Regions from separate parts of the Hordeum vulgare genome. Here region 1 is linked to region 2. Evidence: chromatin contacts called from public Hi-C data. All regions are on one chromosome and are shown on one strand. Each heading gives the region's core, a stretch centred on a gene start, on an enhancer-like site or on the middle of the called end of the contact. The rest is flanking DNA. Distances are from core to core; before and after follow the strand shown. Region 1 holds the start of LOC123452800 (vesicle-associated membrane protein 721). Region 2 holds the start of LOC123452796 (putative chloride channel-like protein CLC-g).

Evidence for each region. A called contact is a pair of places that touch in the nucleus more often than the background predicts.
Region 1: a Hi-C map of leaf shows a contact between it and region 2, with 4 times the contacts expected there. The contact joins the promoter of LOC123452800 here to the promoter of LOC123452796 in region 2. A contact is called at or near these places in 4 of 6 Hi-C or Micro-C datasets (leaf and seedling).

What each region holds. Positions count from the first base shown.
Region 1 is chr5H:551,344,941-551,347,640 of MorexV3_pseudomolecules_assembly, forward strand. It overlaps LOC123452800 (vesicle-associated membrane protein 721), which reads left to right and starts at 1,429. Exons shown (of 5, transcript XM_045129518.1): 1 at 1,429-1,791. The coding sequence starts at 1,602.
Region 2 is chr5H:551,088,906-551,091,605 of MorexV3_pseudomolecules_assembly, forward strand. It overlaps LOC123452796 (putative chloride channel-like protein CLC-g), which reads left to right and starts at 1,255. Exons shown (of 6, transcript XM_045129513.1): 1 at 1,255-1,574; 2 at 2,050-2,250; 3 at 2,432-2,609. The coding sequence starts at 1,414.

The DNA.
Region 1 (2,700 bases), core at 179-2,678, 260 kb after region 2:
CCGCGGTAGCCGGATCCGCCTTGGTCGAGTTGTGAACGCCTCAACGCGATGCGGGGGGTGTCCTCCTCCACATCGTCAAGGCTCCGCATCACGTAGTAGGCTCACACTGTCGTCGTTGGAGTCGAATTCCCCATCGAAGGCAGCGGTGCTTTGGTGCCGGGCATCTAATGGGTTCAGAGAGGATCGAAAGTGGAGTGAACGGAGAGGGGACTGAAGTGGGGTTCGGATTGACTACGGTCTAGGGTTTTTTGGATGGGGATATTTGTGGGGCACGTGTGGGCCAGGGTGGGCCAAACCTACGTGTCGGACGCGTCCGGACCGCCCCATATTTGCTTCATATTTTGGCTGGATATGAGGTCCGTCGGACAGCTCGGACATTTAAGAATGTTTTAAGGCGCCCGTTTGGATCGATTTTTCACGACCGATCAGTGACCGAGCCGTCCGCCCGGGCCTTTGGGGACGGTTTGGGATGCCGAGTGTAGATGATGTGACGTAATCAATGAAGATTGAATAGGCTCCAACTTTTTGAATCTCATCCGCATATTCGTTTTTTTTTTAAATTCCCAAGTTCTTTTGGATTTCGTATATTGAAATCCATTGAACTTCCTTGAGATTAGATTTAAATTTTTGTTTAAAATTAGGTCAAATCAAACACGAGATTCGGAGATTACAAGTGTTACTGAACCAACTACAAAAATAGGAAAACTTCACCGAAATTCCGATGAACGCGCAAGAACGTCAAAGTTTGACAGGACCTCATAACTCAAATCTTAGACTATCGTGTATACATTTCACTGTCAAAAGTGATAGCTGGCCATGAAAACATTTAGATTTAGTAAAACACCGTCTACCGCGTCGTAGTCTTATTTTTCTACAACAATTTAAGCGCGTCACATGTGTGACATGTGTGCCGTCCATTCTAGATGTGTTCGATCCAAGTTGCCACAGCCATGCCCACGAGCCACCATCACAGCCTCCGCTGACCCCCCCCGTTTGATACAATTACCCACCCATCACACAAGCTCAAATTTTAATGGCTCCTTCGTTTGAAGGTTAGTACAACTTTATACTAAAATAGTATAAAGTTACTTACACTTATTTTGAAACGGAGGGAGTAACATGCAAAACTCGTGGTAATCTGACTGTATTTGCAGGAGTAGAAAAGAAGAAACGAGAGAGAGATAGTTAAATCGTCGGCGGTACGGGGAAGGCACGCACGCACGCGGCTGGGTCCGACCTCCGACGAGGCAGCTAAGCTAATCAAATCGCTTAACCCTGAAGAAACCCCGGAAAAGTTGAACGGCCAGCCCAGCCTAGAAGAAGGGGTCTCCACGCGGTGGGCGGAAACATTTCGAGGACCGATCCGCAAAAAGTCCACCCACCAAATTTTGATTTCTCTTTTTCTTTTACCACCCCCCATTGCCCCTCCTCCCACTCCACCAAAGCGAAACCGACCTTTCCCCCCTCCCCCTCCCCCCAGCAGCCTCGCCGAGATCCAATCCGGCAGCCCACCCTCCCACCTCCCCCACCCCCACCGGCGGCGAGCGAGGGCGGAGAGGCGGGGAAGCGAGCGAGCGAGGGAGGAGCGGGCGGGAGGAGCCATGGGGCAGCAGTCGCTCATCTACGCGTTCGTGGCCCGCGGCACGGTGGTGCTGGCCGAGTACACCGAGTTCACCGGCAACTTCACCACCATCGCCTCCCAGTGCCTCGTCAAGCTCCCGGCCAGCAACAACAAGTTCACCTACAACTGCGACGGCCACACCTTCAACTACCTCGTCGAGGACGGCTTCAGTGAGTCCCGCCCCCTCCCCTCCTCCCTTCCCCTCCCGATCCTTGCTTCCCCTCCCTTCGCTTCGTCGCCGGCGTGATCTGATCCGCGTGGATCTGGTGCGCCGCGCGCTCGATTCGGCCTTCCTGCGCGCAGATCTCGCGGATTTGCCGGATTTGCGGCCGGGTCGTTTCGATTGCTGCTGGCAGGCGATCGCCTTGTTGCTGCGCGGAGCTCGTGCGGGAGGTTGTTGCTCCCGTGGTTTTGTTCTACGCTTCTGCTAGTTGCTCCCGTAGTTTGTCGCGCGTTGGGTATTGGTCAATTCCAGTTTGGTTATGCTTACTGTGCGTGGTCAATATTGTGGCACGCGGTCAATACTGTCGTTGCTCCTCTTATCCCACACCTACTGGGCGATGGTTTTAAGAGTTGCAATGGCCGACATCAGCAGTAAACCAATTTAGTGCCGGCTCTGGATATCGGTGCTATTTATAGTAGAGGACAGGCTCTTAGTTGCCGGCTTGCTAGGCATGTGTATCAAATGCCAGCACATATTTATGCTGATTTGGCGGTTCATTTGTTGCTTCCATGCCGTGATGTCTATTTATAGTAGAAAGGTAGATGATTCATTGTGCTGGATTGGTAGAAGCCTAGAGCCGTGTAGCAAATGCCAGCTTGTATTTATGCATGGTATAGGTTTCCGAATAAGCACTACCCCTTAGTCTATTACAAAAAGTATAATATAGCTGTATCAACATATCCGTGTTCTCTAATGGGTGTGATTGCCATTTACTAACTATTTTCATACCCTTAATCTGTTTGAAGAGTAAGTGGATAGGTCATTGGTTAGAAGATGTTCTCACCAGTGATAAATTAAATCAATGAACATAGGTGATTGGTATGTTTCAGCCTTCTATTTATGACAGCTGATCACG
Region 2 (2,700 bases), core at 5-2,504:
AACAACTTTGCCGAGAACGTCCTCCAATGCCTGCGGTTATAAGGCCATCTCCACCCCACGACCTCATTCTTTCCACATGCGTTCGTTTTGGGTAAAACGAACGAGGCAAACGGCTCAGCACGCGAAAGCAAACGGGCTTTCGTCCGTTTTGTATCCGCTTTCGATCCATCCCCGGCCCAACTTTGTGTTGATTTTGAATGAAACGGACAACGCGCGGACGGGCGGGTCGCACGCGCTTGTCCGCCCTTGCCCCGCGTGTCGGTGGCACAAAGGACCCCCCCCCCCCCCCCCCCGCCTCCCTTTTGGCGCCATTTCCCCCCAAACCGTCCCACGTCCCGCCGTCCCCCTCTCTCCCCCGTCCATGGCCGATGCCCAGCCGAATTCCGACGGCCCGACCGTCGACCCGCCCGGAATGGTCAAAAAGAAGAAGGCCAAGGCACCAAGGAAGCCGCGGGCGGAGTGCACGCCGGAGGAGATCGTCAAGTTGGACGCGGAATCGGCGAAGAGGAGAAACCAGAGGGCGGTCATGAAAGACAACGCCGCCACGCGCAAGTTCGCTGCCGAGCGTGGTACGATGGAGGCCGCGCGGCGCAAGGCCGAGGTCGAGGAGAAGGAGGTCATCATCAACAAAGCGCACGTCCTCCTCATGCTTGGCATTTGTCGTCCGGTCGGTTTCTCTGCGGCGGCCATCGGCCCGGCGAGCACAGGCTTGTCGGTCGCCCGGTCTCCGCACTGCCAGTCGCGGACCACTGGTTGACTGTGTTGTCGGCGAACAAAACTATTTATTTTGGAGGCTGGCTGTGTTGCCAGTCGCTGGCTTTGTTGACGACGAGGACGTGTAGGCCGCTGGCTGTGTTGTCGGCATGAACTAGGACCGTTGGCGTGAACTAGGCCGCTGGTATTTGAAAAGTTGTTTTTTTTAAGGCGGACAAGTTGAGGCCAAATGATGCGGTCGTGTGCTGGACGCACGACCACCGCATCGCAGAACAGGCCCGAATATGACTCCATCGTCTTACCTAAACGGACAGAATCCGGACAAAATGGACGTATGTTTGGAATCGCACGGTAAAGTTGGCCTAAAAAAAAAGACACAAAGCTGCCGATCTACCCGTAGACGATGACCAGTCAGCTTATCTTTTCTTACGCCTTTCGCCTTTTGTTTTTCTCTCTTGAATAACATAAGCTCTCCCTGATGCTGCTGATCCTATAATAAGTAACTCTTTTTTCCTCTGAGTCCTACTGTCTTTTCCCCTAAAAAAAAATACATACTCCTGCTCTGCCAGTGCCAATCACCCTCCGTCCTCCCTCCTGGACTCCTGGCTCCCTCCTAGTTAAACCACCTCCGTTCTGTCCCGGTCCACCTCCTCTGCAGCTGCAGCTGCAACTGCAATTGCAAGCTCCTCCACGCTGGCCATGGCGTCCACGGCTCCTCCGCGGGAGGACCTCATCACGGAGGACGACGAGCAGCGGCCGCCCCTCACGCGGCCCCTTCTCCACCGCAGCGCCACCAACAACATCTCCCAGGTGGCCATGGTCGGCTCCAAGGCCTGCCCCATCGAGAGCCTCGACTACGAGTAAGCAGTCAACCCCAACCTCCCGCTGTGTTCATCACCCTCTCTACTGGACTAGACCACCTCTTCATGCTTCCATGTCGGAGTTCTCCATTGATATATCCAGCTAGTCGCCTCCTGAGCTCGTGGCCTGTCATTCTGGCTCTCATCCCCTTCCGTTGATTTGGTTCAATTGCGTGCGCGGCTTGTCTTCAAGAACCGGCCCAGCATCTATCTACCTTGGATCTCTTCATCGGATGGATCCAATCGTGCTCTCAACAACCTCTCTTGTTTTGTGCCCCCAGTTGTTGGATTGACATGTGTGATGTTCTGTGTCCTGTGTGGTTCCTCTTGTCTTATCATCAAGAATCTAGCGCGCCTCTCTCCTTTTGTTTTCCTCCGTTGGGGTTGGGTCACGGTCCATAGCCCATACTCTTTGCTCCACCTGGCATTTTCGTCTACCTGCCAAGCTTCCTGCTGAACATAAATGGCGTTGCAGGATCATCGAGAACGACCTGTTCGACCAGAACTGGAGGACGAGGGCCAAGGCGGACCAGGTGCGGTACGTGGTGCTCAAATGGACCTTCTGCTTCGCCATCGGCGTCATCACCGGCGTCGTCGGCTTCCTCATCAACCTCGCCGTCGAGAACGTCGCCGGATTCAAGCACGCCGCCGTCTCCTCCCTCATGGAGTCCAGCAGGTATAAATAAATGTAATAATAGTTCTTGTGTGTTTTTGCAGAGCATGTTCTTCTTCTGTATGCATGTTTGTTTGTCTGCCTGTCTCTACTGTGGGCAATAATATTCCATTCAGGTTCGATCACCATGTGTCTGTCTGACGGACTGACGGACTGACTCTCCGAGATCTCGCTTGCTCTGCAGCTACTGGACGGCCTTCTGGGTGTTCGCCGGCGCGAACCTGGCGCTGCTGCTGCTCGCGACGGCGATCACGGCATCGGTGTCGCCGGCGGCCGGCGGGTCGGGGATCCCGGAGGTGAAGGCCTACCTCAACGGCGTGGACGCCCCCAACATCTTCTCGCTCAGGACCCTCGCTGTCAAGGTGCGTGGTCCACAGACCCTCGACACCCTCATCCATCTCTTCAATTCGTCCACGGGACGAGCGCATGATCCGTCCACACACCCACGTCCGC